Linked DNA regions of Mus musculus: regions 2, 3, 4 and 5 are each linked to region 1. A link is a contact called in public HiChIP or PLAC-seq and promoter capture Hi-C data. All regions are on one chromosome and are shown on one strand. Each heading gives the region's core, a stretch centred on a gene start, on an enhancer-like site or on the middle of the called end of the contact. The rest is flanking DNA. Distances are from core to core; before and after follow the strand shown.

Region 1 (2,700 bases), core at 179-2,678:
AGGTCATGGACCCACCATTGCAGCAGATCCTGAACAGGATCTAACCTCCGAGCTTGTTAGCTGCTGCGGCTGTGCTGTCCGCGCTCCCACGGGCCGCTCTAGTACAATCCCTGCGCTCACGCCGAGATAAATAACGGCGACAGGTGGAGCAGGTAAGATTAGCAGGACCGGGTTGGAGGGAGGACGCTATCGGAGGCGCCAGGGAGGTCGTGCGCCTCTCTGCCCAGCCCACGCCCCTCCCCAAGGGCGTCTGGAAGGAACTACATCTTGGTCACAGCTTCGGGGAGGGCCGGGTTAAGGTGACGGAGTCTCGAAGTGGGGGGAGACAGGCTTCCCGGCTTGGCTGCAGGAAGCGCGAGCACCCCTAGGGCACTTGGCCACGCCTGAGGTCTCACGGGTAGGCAGGATTTGAGAGAAGCGGGCTGAAGGGGACCCTGGGTGTCCCTGTGGAGCTCTGGCACTGGGGTCTTGCTGGCAAACCTGTTGGCAACCTGTGGGCCTCAGCTAGGACACTGCAAGCTGCAAGCGCGTCCTCCTCCTCAGTGCCTCTGGCAGCGTCCCCGGCGCCCGACCCGGGGAGAGGCCGAGGCAGCTTGGAAAGGGGCTGGGGCTCTGCCAGGGGCGGGTAGTGGTGGTGGAGGTGGCGGGATTCCCAAGCCGAGCCAACATCCCTGCAGAGCGACAGCAGGCAACCGCCTCTCGCGCCAGCTCTGGTCTAGGAGAAGCAGACGCCTTGGCCTTTCCCTCCGATCCTAGGCTCCAGTATCACCTTCTCCAAAGTGCAAAACATTCATTAAGTGTCCAGTGCCCTGCAGGCTTGCGTCCCAGCAACCAGCCGCCGGTGCTTGCCCGGCGAGCGTGCGGCGAGCGTTTGCACCCGGCCAGGGCTTTGCCAGCCTGGGCTGTGCAAGGGAGGGCGGAGAGCGTGTGCGAGTGCGCGGCTGCAGAGCCCGCGCCGAACCCACGTTCCCGCTACTGTCCTCGGGATAGATGGATCCATTGCTGCTTTCTGACATTTTTCTGCCAGGGGGCTGGTGGGGGAGGCGGAGATAGGGAGAGAGAGATGGGGGGGGCGGGGAAAGAGAGAGAGAGAGAGAGAGAGAGAGAGAGAGAGAGAGAGAGAGAGAGAGAGAGAGACTGCTTCCCCCAGCCCTGTTTTGTTTTCTCTAATTGGTCCTGGGGGAAGCAAGGAAATTGGACAGAGGCTGGGCCGGGCGAGCTGGGCTGCCTTTAATTGGCTCCCCTTTTTTTAACTGGAGGGGAATCAAACAGGAGAGCGAGCGAGCGACAAAGGGTGGGAGAGCGAGAGACCGATCGCGGAGATGGGAGGAGGGAAGAAGGGAGGAGGGAGAGCGGGAGGCGGGGTGGTGGTGATGGGGAGGTGGAGGAAGCGCGGAATGAAAAGCTCGGAGGGACCAGAAAGCAGCACAGCGAAGCCCAAGTTAGGGAGCGAGCGGAGCGCTCCCGCGGCCCCGGAGCCGGAGTGGCCGCGGTGCCCCGGAGCCCGCCCGGCCCCGCCCGCTGGGGCCCTCTCGGGCCCAGGCCGCCGGGAGGGGGGCGGGGACGCCCAACTTGGGGCGCGGCGCAGCCCCGCTCTCCCGAGATCGCGGAGCCCGGGAATGCCACGGCGGCGGCCAGACGGCGGGAGAGGAGCGGGGAGAGAGGAGGCGGCCAGCAGCTCCTGAGCCCGGGCCTCCGCAAGAGCGCGAATTATTTTCAAAGGACTCAAACTTTCCTCTTTCCCTTGCTGGCTGCGGTCCCTCTTGCTTTGGAACCGTTCTCTGGATTCCCGCGGGGGCGCCGGGACGCGATCGCCTCCCCCGGATTCCTCGGCGGCGGCTCGGCTAACTTCGCGGACTCGGGGACCCGGAGCGCTCGCCCCGCTGCCGAACCTAGTCCTCGCTGCTCCAGCGCTCCAGAGGACCGGGACCCGGCGCCCTCGCCTCCGGGAAGGGCGCCCAGCCCGGCTCCCTTGGGTCGGGCTGCGGAGCCCTCCACACCTACTGCAGGACTGGAGCCAGCGGATTAACCAAAGCAGAGTCCGGGCCTCCTGGCCTGGCTCCGCGGAGGGGCGTCCCCTGGGCGGGGAAAAGACAAGTTTGTCAGGCATCGGTGGCCTGTTGGATCGGAGCGCGGCCGCCGCAGCAGAGAGGTCCCCCCGCGTTCAGCACCCTCGGTGGACAGCCCTGGGGACCTAGGACTGCTCGGTGGCCGAGCTTTCTGGGCCAGGGAGCTGGCTGCTGCGCCCGGTGCGCAGAGGCTTCAAGGTCTGGGGCAGCGCCCCCTGCGTCTCCACCCGGGCAGCCGCCCTGTGGGAAGAGGACAGAGCCGAGTCGCGGCTTGCTCAGACTCCTAGTCTCGGTCGCCGCCCTCTCCGTCGCGACTCAGGGAAAAGGAGGGAACGCAGAGGGCAAAGCGGTGCCCCGGCGGATGCGCCCCCCGCCGCCTCTCAGGCTGCGCCGCCTCGCGGGGATGAAGCACTGGCCGTGAAGATGGAGGTGACCTGTCTTCTACTTCTGGCGCTTATCCCCTTCCACTGTCGGGGACAAGGAGTCTATGGTAAGAGCCAGCGTCCCGCTCTACCCTGGCGGAGCCGCCCGGAAACTTTACAAGATCTTGCTCAAAGTGCGCGCTGCCGGGGCTTGGTGGATGCACTGATGGCCGCGTCTCCGCCCTCGCCTGGGCGCCGGGAGACCGAGC
Region 2 (2,700 bases), core at 119-2,618, 1.2 Mb before region 1:
CCATTCTATCGGTTTACACAAAATCATTACATAATGAGTCGGCGGGCAGGGCTCGAGACGAGTTCTACAGTAACCTGTTTGGAATCACAGGATGCGGTTGTCAGAGCAGAGCATGCGCACAAAGCCGAGTGCTTTTTTTTTTTTTCCTCTAGAGCGCAAGGCAAGAGGTAACTGTCGGTCAAATCCTGGGGAGCCTTGCTGACTTCAAATACAGGATGCTAAAAATGAAATAAAGGGGAGGGACTGTGAGATGTGGGCTTCTAGCGTATTGGGAAGGAACAGGCAGGCTAGTAACAGAAAGAAAGGCACGATTCGGGTGGGAAAACGGAGGGCTTGCTGTTTATACTCCACCACAGTCTGAAGTCAGCTTAAGAGGTTATTAACCGCAATGTCCGCTTGTTAGACAGAGCCGGTAGGGCCAAGGGTGAGACCAGACAGATGGTGGGCTGGTTTTTGTTGTTGTATGTTAGCTTTCTCCTGGAGCATTGAGTGACCGTGGAAGAGGAGACGCTTGCCCACCTCTGAGAAACAATACTTGTCTAGCAATTCTGTAGCACCCAGGTTTTGTCCTAACACTGGTATCTGGGGGGATGGGGGCGTGTAAATGCCCACACCCTACCCTCACCCTGGCAGGGATCTGAGCTCGTCCTCCTCTGTCTCCCCTGGGACTTCGCTGCCTCCTCCAAGAGTAGCTGTCTCTGGGGAGCGCAGGAGAGCAGGCTCCGTTTCGTGGGGCGCAGTTTCTCTTTTTGTGTCCCCCCCCCCCCACTGTGCCCAGGACTCCAGAGGGTGGCGCAAGAAGTCCCCCGCCGTCTGCCCGCTCCACAGAGCTCCTCAGAGAGATCTGACCCTCCCCTCCCTCGGGCTGAGCCTGCAGTCCCTCCCCAGTGCGCTTCCACATCTCCAGCCCCTCACCCAGGAGGCGGACAAGTCAAGGCCATCTACCTGTCCACTTGTGGGGTTGCTCGCTACCCGCGCCCCACTCCACCTTCTGGATGCCCTAAGCCAGTACAGGAGCATCTCAAAGCTCCAGGTGGCCAGGGCGGAGTCGAGCAGCGCCGGGCACCTCTCCAGAGCACCCCAGGTCAGCGCCCGGAGGATGCGCTCATAGGCGGCTGGTGTGAGGACCAGCCAGCCTGGCTTTGAGCTTCCTGTTTCCTTAGAAGATAAAAGCCAGCCCGGAGTGCGAAGGATGTGCGACTCACCATGGCGGTGCCGACCGAGAAAGCGGCCATCAGACAGGCCATGCCCCGGGGGCGGCGGCGGCAGCGGCAGTGGAGACAAGTCTGCGGGCGGCGGGGACGAGGTTGCAGGAACGAGGCTGCGCTTGCTCCTGCTCCTCCGCGGCGCTCTGCGCGGGTTCCGACTGCGCCCCGGCCCCGCCCCTGCCCACGATTGGGCCGGGCGGAGGGGGCGGGGCGCCGACAGGTGCGCGTGCTCTTGTTTTGCTCCTGTTGCGGAGCGGCTGGAGGATGCTCTGGACCCGAAGCTGTCTGCTAGGCCTCTCCCAACCGCCTGGGCCTGGGAAGCCCACTTCAGGGACCCTGCAGGAGCTGGGCCAGCTCAACCCTAGACGAACCAGTGGGGGCGCCCTACAAACCACGGGGTCCTTGTTTCGGAAACCTCCCGAGGTAGCTTGAGATCAATGGGATAGGGAAGAAGGCAGGTGGCTCCTTTGTTCTGCCTTTGTTATGCATGCCTTCCAGGTAGAAGCCCCAGGGACAAACGTAGAAAACAGCCCCAGGGCTTTTCCCTTAGCGCTAGTGTGCGGTGACCCTAAATTGAGGCAGCATGGGCGTTCATACAGATAGCTCCTAGGTCTCCATCAGCACCACTCCATCCCCAAATAAGCCACAGGGGTGTTTCCAGTGTCTTACACAGCCACGTTCTTGTACCCTACTGAAACCCCTGTGATTTGTAAATGGGACGTTGCGTGGTAACCGTGGTGAAAATCTTTAATCCCAACCTCAGATCCTAAACTAAGTCTTCTGTTGAAATGATTCTCTGTCACCCCCAGCACAGTAGAGCCACCCGCTCCAACACTTGGGTGTGCTGGGGTACTTTCTGCTCTCCTAGAAAGGGGCAGGCAAGTGGTTGTCACATCCTCAGATCCTTGACCTCAGCTAAGCTTCTCCCTAGCATCACAGAAAGAAAAGTGGGTGTGGCTGAGTTTGGAGGGAAGAGGGTGGGCTTCTAATACCGGAGGGACCGATGGCCCTATCTGGTATCAAGAAGGCTGACAAAGCCAGGGCATTCTAGAAGGTTATGAGTACAAACCTCCTTGTGAGACTATGCTGGGGCCTAGCAAACACAGAAGTGGATGCTCACAGTCAGCTAATGGATGGATCACAGGGCTCCCAATGGAGGAGCTAGAGAAAGTACCCAAGGAGCTAAAGGGATCTGCAACCCTATAGGTGGAACAACATTATGAACTAACCAGTACCCCGGAGCTCTTGACTCTAGCTGCATATGTATCAAAAGATGGCCTAGTCGGCCATCACTGGAAAGAGAGGCCCATTGGACACGCAAACTTTATATGCCCCAGTACAGGGGAACACCATGGCCAAAAAGGGGGAGTGGGTGGGTAAGGGAGTGGGGGTGGGTGGGTATGGGGGACTTTTGGTATAGCATTGGAAATGTAAATGAGCTAAATACCTAATAAAAAATGGAAAAAAAAAGGATAGAAAAAAAATAAAAATA
Region 3 (2,700 bases), core at 180-2,679, 1.4 Mb before region 1:
GACCAGGCTCAGGAGCACACAGAGAGCCCAGCCAAGCAAGAGTTGAGGGACGGACAGACACACCCACGATCCTCCCAGCTACCGGGCTCTGAGCTACCCAGAACCCATCAACCCTTCAAGGAGACTCAGGAGTGGGTGGGAGTTAGCAAAAGCAAGAGCAATGCCCCAAGGGGGGTTTTCCAGTCTTTAGCACACAGGCAACATCAAGGCAGCCTAAGGCAACCTGTCAAAATGATGGCACTTTATAAAAGGGCAAACCTGGGAACCAAACTCCCTCCAAAAGCTTCAAGAGTTTTGTTTTAAACCAAGACAAACACTAACTCCTCTAATCGAGCCCTTTCTAAGCGTTTAAAGGCTCCATTGGCCGTGGGAGATAAACAGAAACTGTTATTTTCACTTGTCCTGAGCTTAAATACAAGGAGTCAGAATTCTATCCACCATAGCTCTTAGCCCACTCACAGCAAACAACGCACCCCGGGTGTTCTCCACCGAACCAGACCTGTAACAATACTCCCAGGAACTCAGGGTGCAAACAGGACCCCCAAAAGAGGGAATTCTGTGTAAAGCCGAATAATATATTTACCAACTCGCCCAACTTCACGCAATTTAAGTTCCAGGGCGAGAAGGCAGGTAGGGAGGCAGGCAGGTGCAGAGAGCTCTAAAGACCAGGAAAAAGCACCTTAAGAATTTAAACCAAGAGCAAGGGGAGGGTCTTCCGTTCAAATGCAAATCTTTACCTGCGGGCCACCAAGATCCTTGGGTGGACCCTAAGTGCGCGGAGCTGGGGGACTTTTCCGGTGGTTTAAACCCTTTATTACCGCCCAGACGGTGGCTGTCACTGCGTTGGCCACAGAGCCCGGGCTCCGGGAAGCAGTTCTTTTAGCAAACAAACAACCGGAGCCCAGGGTGCTGGCTGAGAGCTTTCCCAAGGGCTTTGCGAGCCGGCTCCTCCTCCCAGGTCCTACAGCCGCTTGGCCGGGTGGTGAAGGCTACAGGCACGCCCACGTCCCCTACGAGCGGCAGCAGACAAAGCGCTGGGTCTCCGGCAGGCGTCTTCTCACAGCTGTCACTCGCGGCCTGGGGCCGGGAGGGGACCCAGCATCACAGCTAGGCGACCCCAGCCCCCGGGTCTCAGGGAACCTTTTGCTTCCACTTTCCCCGGGAATTCAACGTCACCAGCACCGGATCGCCCCCGCACTGTCTCTCAAGGCCACTCTAGGAGCCCTTACTTCAAAGACGTCCCACTCTAGGAAAAGCGCTTGGTTTGTCCCCGGCTCTCCAGCCACACAGCAGAGGGAGACAAACGGCGGAGAGGCCGAAGCGGGGCCCACGGCAGGTGCGTGGCGGCTGGCAGGTGAGCGCCGCTGGGGAGGGTCCTCCGTTGTCCCCGCGCCTACCTGCGCTCCGCAGCCCGCGTCGCGTGCTTCCTGCCGTCGACTTCCTGGAGCGGCCGCCCTTTCACTTTCCCGGCCCTGTGAACGCCGACCCTGTGCGGCTCCTCCCTCTCCCGCGCGCCCCCTGACCCCGGCCCCGCGCGCGCCCAAGGGATGCTCAGATCGCACACAGCCCGGAGATGCTCAGCTGGAGCATCCTCTAGCTGTTCCTGGGTCCCCACACCTGCCTGTCATGCTCTCCTAGGCCCCGCAGGACGCCGGGCTCTTACTGGCATGGTGCCCAGCAGCCAAACGCTAGCTCCTAGGGGACCTCACCACCACCAGGCTTTTGTCCCCGAGGCGGACCTTACTAATGCCAGCGACATAGACAAGTTCCGAGGTAAAGATTTGCTCCCTCGGAGTCCTGGACTGAGGATGGCCTCTCTCGGCCTACCACATCAAGTGTCAAGAGTCAAGAGCATCCGGTATGCTACAAATGGAGCTGGCACACGCCTGGTACCGCACCTGTGTCAGTGTGATAAATGGCTTGCATGGTTAAGTCCTGAAGGCCAGCCACCCCGGTCATGAGAAGTGCCCTGGCACACAGCTTCCTGGTCAATTCCGGATAATTATCTTTCAAACCCCACACCTCCTGCCAAGAATTGATCCTGGAAAGTCCGGGAAGGGCCTGATTACTTTTCTAAAGGGCATCTGCCTCACGCCTCCACGTGTCGGCCTGGCCTGGCATCCAAAGCCAGTCCTGCCGCTCAGCCCCCTGCCGCAGATCAGCACCTGCCTGGAACAGCAAAACCAGGCAGGAAAACAACTTCCTAGGAACACCCACTGGGTAAAACCGTGCCTAAACCAAAACCAACCCGATGCATGAACAGAGAGAGCCAGGGCGAGGGTGAGGAGTGTTTGGCGGGGGTAACTAGCGCCCTCTTCAGACTGGTTGGTGTACAGGCGGCCCACAGCTTCACTCTCCTCCCCACAGCCCACCCGCGCCACAAGCGCGAACGCAGTCTGCTGAATTGGGGAAGGCCCAGCCATACTTCTATCTACAGGCTTTTGAGAAGTGTTCTGTACCCTACAAGCAAAGTTGACTTCCTGTTTGAGCCACCTGCACCCACATCTCATATAGAAGTGGCCGGGGAACTCTGGCCACTCTACCCTGTTCCTTTGGCTAGATGTTTCCCACCCCACCCCCCTTTTTTTCCTCCCTAACTCTCCATTCCTTGTAGGCAGCAACTCAAGTGGACGCTTACATCTACTCTAGGCGCCTCCTCCCCATGTCACTAGTTCTCAGGCCTGCCATCACCAAGCTTGC
Region 4 (2,700 bases), core at 177-2,676, 1.0 Mb before region 1:
CAACCTAATCTGCAAATGTGACCCACAGCAGCCTAGGACCAGAAGGCTCAAATCCCCACCATCCTGCCTCACAAGAAGGAACTGAGCAGCGAATCTGCGGTTGTGGCTGGAAAGATCCCAATGTCACCAGGAAAGCCATGGCCTGCAGGGGAACAGAGAGGCAGTGCCAGAGACTGGGAAGGTATCTCTTGGGGACAGTTGGCCCTGGAGAACAGGGAGAGGATTAATCTGGGAAAGGGTTTGGGAGCTGAGACAGTGCACTTCCTGGGGAGGCACCTCTGTCCACAACTCGGTTCTCAGCCAGGGCTGAGGTCTGTGCCCTCCTATGTCAGACCAAGCTCAAACGGATGCAGGCCCACTCCCCAACGGTTAAGCCCTTTAGCTCTGGAGGTGGACACAAGACATGATGTGTAAAGTACTCCCTTCTATAGGAACACTGCCCAGCCTTGGGCCTCTTCTATGCAAGGGTATCCTGGCACATTTGAACAACCGCCCTCCATACAAGCAGCTGGCCATCATGGCCAGGGCAGGAGCCTGGGGCAGGATTCACAGGCAGGTCAGAGAGAGTCAGAGAAGAGCCCACAAGAGTCCAGCTGCGACCTAGTCTTTGGCGACACCAAGGAGGTTGGATGTTCCGGTGACCCTCGGTATTCTTTCTGGTGGGTTATTAATCCAAGGGGGTCTAGGATGGGTATTAGCCGAGTGTATGAGAGGGCCTGGCTGATCCAGAAGAAACAGGGAACCTGCTGCATGTTTGCTGCAGAGGCTGGGGTGGAGGTGGCAAGTCAGTGCCACCTGGGAGGTCATCAGGAAGGACAACAGGCTGCAGGGTCCCTGGGGCTATGAGTCAAAGACTGTGATGAGGTGATGGGAGGAAGCTGCATTTCTACAACCAGGCCCCTTCGGTCCTCTAGAGCTTCCTGGGTACCCCATACACAAGGAAGCCCAGGAGGAGTGCAGGGGAAGGCACCGCAGGGGTTCTGAGTACAGAGGGAAGGCAGAGTGCCAGTGGGTTTGGAAAAGGAGTTGGGAAAGTAATAAGGGACAAAGACGGGTCGCAGAAGTCAGAGCAGGGCAACCCTGGGGCAGCTGGTGCCCTGACAGAGCAGCTGGAGCCGAGAAGTGAGGCAGCTCTTCAGGATGAGGGTAGTCACCTCATGTCCAATCCCCACCTGGACTCCTCAACTCCTCTGTCTCTTCCTCGCCTGAGCCTTGCACTTCCCCTGTCTGGGGTCCCGGAGTTTCTGCTCAAGTCCAGGAGCCCCTCCGCTAGCTCTTGTGCCCGCAGAACACCGCAGCGTCCCCCTCCCATTTGTCACCGGGGTTCCCAGGGCTCACCTGAGGGCGGGGGCCGGCCCTGCCCACCGCCCCGAGCAGCAGGAGCGCCAGGCGCAGGAGGCTTGGGGTGCTGGCCATGGCTGGGCGCTCAGGACTGGGTCATAGCTGCCACCTGCGGAACCGCGCGCCGCGACTGATCCCTGCCGGGCTGCGGGGGGAGGAGCTGGCGTGGGGCCGCCCCGCCCGTCCGCAGGAGGGATCGGGCGGGGTCCCTGTCCTCTTCCGCCTGGGTTTCAGGAGGCCCGGGGCCAGACCGGCCTCCAGCGTCCCGGGCCAGGAGATGTTCGGCGCTGTGCTCCCCGCGGGCTCCACTCAGGTTTAAGAGCCGCAGGAGCGGAGCTTCTAGCTCTGAGCGCCTGTGGTGCCTGCGCCTGGCCAGCTCGCTGCGACCAGTGGAGCCCGCCTCCCACCCCCGCACCCCGATCTCCTCCTGGCTCCCCCTCAACTAAGGAAAGCCACGCCCCCACCGAGTCAGTGCTTCCAAAAGGAAACTGAGGCCAGGAAAGGTGTAGGATTGGTACAAGGTCATAGTGTTGGTCAGACTTCTGGAAAGTATCCCACAAGCTGCTAGTTACTAGGGAAGAAAGATCGGACTAGTTGGGTGCCACCTACTTCCCCAATCCTCTCCTCATCCCAAGCCCAGCCTTCTGGGCCTGCACAGCAGTCAAGGTGGTAGGGATCAGGACAAGAGATCCCAGAAGAGTCCTTAGGGTCCTTTCTATCTAAAACTTTAGAAATTGCAGGGTGAAGAGGGTTGAGGCTGGATTCTGTTTTTCTAGAACTTTCCAAATGTTCCCTGTCCACCCCTTGCTGTCCCTGGGCCTGCTACAATGTGTGCCCTGACTAGCTTACCCTATGCACTTCAGTCTGTCTTCCTACACCACACCTTTGCCCTTGGCTGCAGTACAGGTCGGGAGAGCTCCAGACTCCTACCTCTTCTGTGAGTTAATAAGTGGGACAGGCAAGCCGAGGTGTACCACTAACCTCTTGAGGAAGGCAAGAGGATGCACCCCCCCCCCACCATGAACTAGTATAAGGAAGTTGGGTGTGGCTCTACTCAGCCCTGGACCTGCCTAGGGCTAGTCTGGACCATTCTGGAAGAGAAGAGAGATTGGATGCATAGCTGCAACTCTTAGAGATTACAGAACTTCCCAAAGTCCTGCAGGAAGTGGGTCTATACATCCAGTGCTCAATCCCGCGGAGGGAGACAGCCAAGAGAGGTGCGGAGCGCGCTCCACTCAGAGAGAGAAGCTCCCTTCTGGTGAGCTCTGCCTTTGAGTCCCTTGTTTTAGCCCCAGCCTGAGGTCAAGCAGGTTCCCCCTGTGTGCCACACAGGCTTGGCTGTTTAGCTGTCAGGACCAT
Region 5 (2,700 bases), core at 111-2,610, 1.2 Mb after region 1:
CCTCCAGCTCTAGTCCTACCTTCTTGATCTTGAGGGGCGCCCCTCTGCTCGGTATGGAAAACTGTTTTGTCAAACAATACTGAAATGAGCAGTGGTATGTGACTAAGCGGCGAGCTGGAGCGTCCTTGCAAGGCGCTGCCACCCTCCCTCCCCGAAAAGGAAATACGCTTTCAACCGAATCGGAAACACACCACGCAAGCTGGCACCGTGGTCCCCGAGATAAAGTCGGTATTTTAAGCTCTTCGGGGTGCTGCTAATTCAAGTGCGAATCCCAAAGGAACGTTTCCTGAGACAGGATTTTTCGATGGAGGCTTGCAAAAATGGGAAAAGGGGGAGAAAAAAGGAAAAAAAAAAAAATTCCGGGAAAGGAGCGCTTTCTCTTGCAAGTTTCGTTCAGGTGACCGCAGTCCCCGGGTCAGGCTTTGCCCTACAGCTCCTCGCTGGAGCTCCGCCCAGCTCGTCTGCTCCCCGGGGCAGGGCTCCCGCGTCCCGAGTGGCGGTACCCGGAGGCAGGGTCCTGAGGCCGCGCTGCAGCAGAGGACCCCCGGGAGGGCCAGTCTTGGGAGCAGGGAGAGCGCAGGGTAGAGAAGCATCCCACCGCGTCCGCAGCTGACCCGCTCCCGCACACGGCTCGCCCCCGACCTGCGTATGCAGGGCGAGGGGTGCAGGACACGTCCCGCTCCAGCTGCCCCCTGCACCCCCAGACACGCCCGGAGGAGAATTCCTGCCGCTGGGCGCATCGCTGAGCTGTGGGGACAGGCCTGGCCCTCAGGCATGCAGGGCCACCCTGCTTGCTCCACCGCGTCCCCCCACCCCACCCCTAACCCGAGGCCCGGCGACACTCACCACACCGAGCCATAGGCGCCCGAGCCCACCGGGGACAGGTTCTGGTATCGTTCGGGCACCTCCCAGATGGTCTTGTTCAGCTCCTGCCGGTAGAACGTGGGCCTCTCCTGCGACATCTTCCAGCGGCAGCAGCGGGGCGAGGAGGTGGCCGAGCGGGGGCTCCTGCCTGCAGCCGCACGCTCTCCTCTGCGCCCGCCCGCGGCAGACCGGACCCCGCGCCCGCCACCCGCGCAGGTGTGGAGGCTGCGACCCGCCGCCCCTGTCAGCCGCGGCGGCTCCTACGAGCGTCGGCAAGGTGCCGGAGCCGGCTGCACGGCTCGAGGCTGCTCCCGCCGCGGTCCTCCTGCAGCCGCTCCCCGGGGAGGGAGCGCACGCCGACGCCGCAAGACACCCGCTCGCGCTTCAGCGCCCCGCTTGGGCTCCAGTGGCGGCGATCCCACAGGCAGCGGCCGGGAGCCTCTCGCGGAACTCTCGCGAGAACAGCTCCAAGGAGGCCCCGCTCTGAATCCAGATCTTACCCAATATGGAACCTGCCCACGGGGCGGGGGGTCGCGAGAAGAGCGCGCAGGGCCGGCAGATCTCGCGAGAAGAGGGACGCGGCTTGGGGAGCCGAGGCAGGAACTCTCGGGGACTGGGCTCCCCGGGGCGCCAAGGGTGGAGGCCGCAGCGCGGGGCGCGCGCGCCTCTCTGTGGTCGCACGGGCGAATGCCTGGCGCCATGGCGGAAAGCCGCTGTGACAGCGTCGGGGAAGAGAGCCAAATGATCTTTGAACTCCGAGCAACCTGCTCACTAGAGTCGTCAATTTCCAAGAACAACTTGAAAGAACAGACAGGCCCTGTCCAGAAAGCTGTCGCATTCCGGTCTGCTCAAGGACAAGTGGCTCACCTCGGGATGCTGGTGAAACCTGCCCCCTAGGCAAATATTAGTCTTGCCTCAAAGCCCAGGCTCTCCCTCCAGGCGCTCCTACATGTTTTCAGGCAGAAGTGGCAGAAGGAGGTTCCAGGGACCCACAGGGAGTTCCAATGCACGAGGTCAGAGGTAGACATCATGAATGGCCACTTCCAGGCTGGGGACCAGCATTTGCAAGGCCCTGGGTTCAATACCCACTACTGGAAGGGGAAGGTACACACACACACTGCAAGTAGGTCATTCCATTTCAGGAAGGTCTTCTCATTTATTTATTTATATTTACACCACCTGCAATTCCGGCATTTGGAAAGACCAGAAAACCCTTCATATACATGCATACATATATATCTATTTACACAGCCTGTAATTCCAGCATTTAGAAAGACCAGGAGACCCTTTCATACTATTTATTTATATGTACAGAACCTGTAATTCCAGCATTTGAAAAGACCAAGAGACCTTTCTCTTATTTATTTATTTATACACAACCTGTAATTCCAGCATTTGGAAAGACCAGGGGACCCTTCTTATTTATTTATTTGTTTATTTATTTATTTGTTTATTTGTATTTACAAATCCTGTAATTCTAGCATTTGGAAAAACCAGGAGACCAAGCCTCTGCTGTGTAGTGATGAGACCGTATGTGCAACACCCCAAAAACCATCACTCGGGTTTGAGACCGACTCTTGCCCTTTAGAGCCATCCAAAGTTTAGAAATTTAAAAGAAAATTGGGGGGTGGGTATTAAAGACTTAATTCATGCCTCTGAGAGTATGGAGAACTACTAGGGCGAGCATTCTGACCGCATCTCATTTAGGTAAGTCTGTTGAGCTTTCTTAGGCCCTGGTTCTAGTCTCTACAAGATCAATGCGACCCTGCATTCCCACCTAGTGGAATCTTCCGTAGAAGCCGAGAAAGCTAATAAAAGTGAATGGGGAAAGTTAGA

Evidence for each region. Promoter capture Hi-C pulls out the DNA fragments that hold promoters and counts their contacts. HiChIP or PLAC-seq counts read pairs in DNA pulled down with a chosen protein or histone mark.
Region 2: a promoter capture Hi-C map of liver shows a contact between it and region 1, with 5 times the contacts expected there. The contact joins the promoter of Abcg1 here to the promoter of Mdga1 in region 1. A contact is called at or near these places in 2 of 39 promoter capture datasets (both in liver).
Region 3: a contact with region 1 is called in a promoter capture Hi-C map of liver, with 5 times the contacts expected there. The contact joins the promoter of Slc37a1 here to the promoter of Mdga1 in region 1. A contact is called at or near these places in 2 of 39 promoter capture datasets (both in liver) and 2 of 9 other capture datasets (adipose tissue and liver).
Region 4: a contact with region 1 is called in a promoter capture Hi-C map of liver, with 8 times the contacts expected there. The contact joins the promoter of Glp1r here to the promoter of Mdga1 in region 1. A contact is called at or near these places in 2 of 39 promoter capture datasets (both in liver), 4 of 115 datasets of contacts at active chromatin or transcription factors (embryonic forebrain, embryonic stem cells and stem cell-derived neural progenitor cells) and 1 of 9 other capture datasets (embryonic stem cells).
Region 5: a contact with region 1 is called in an H3K4me3 HiChIP or PLAC-seq map of pro-B cells, with 5 times the contacts expected there. The contact joins the promoter of Mapk14 here to the promoter of Mdga1 in region 1. A contact is called at or near these places in 1 of 39 promoter capture datasets (pre-B cells) and 2 of 115 datasets of contacts at active chromatin or transcription factors (pancreatic cancer cells and pro-B cells).

What each region holds. Positions count from the first base shown.
Region 1 is chr17:29,887,306-29,890,005 of GRCm38.p6, reverse strand. Mdga1 (MAM domain containing glycosylphosphatidylinositol anchor 1) reads left to right here and starts at 1,428. Exons shown (of 17, transcript NM_001368423.1): 1 at 1,428-2,559. The coding sequence starts at 2,493. It overlaps Gm41559 (a long non-coding RNA gene), which reads right to left and starts at 105. Exons shown (of 3, transcript XR_003952341.1): 1 at 16-105.
Region 2 is chr17:31,056,362-31,059,061 of GRCm38.p6, reverse strand. It overlaps Abcg1 (ATP binding cassette subfamily G member 1), which reads right to left and starts at 1,368. Exons shown (of 15, transcript NM_009593.2): 1 at 1,206-1,368. The coding sequence starts at 1,247.
Region 3 is chr17:31,294,953-31,297,652 of GRCm38.p6, reverse strand. It overlaps Slc37a1 (solute carrier family 37 (glycerol-3-phosphate transporter), member 1), which reads right to left and starts at 1,429. Exons shown (of 20, transcript NM_001242427.1): 1 at 738-1,429.
Region 4 is chr17:30,900,593-30,903,292 of GRCm38.p6, reverse strand. Glp1r (glucagon-like peptide 1 receptor) reads right to left here and starts at 1,426. Exons shown (of 13, transcript NM_021332.2): 1 at 1,339-1,426. The coding sequence starts at 1,416.
Region 5 is chr17:28,690,002-28,692,701 of GRCm38.p6, reverse strand. Mapk14 (mitogen-activated protein kinase 14) reads right to left here and starts at 1,360. Exons shown (of 12, transcript NM_011951.3): 1 at 847-1,360. The coding sequence starts at 962. It also overlaps a transcript of Slc26a8 not described here.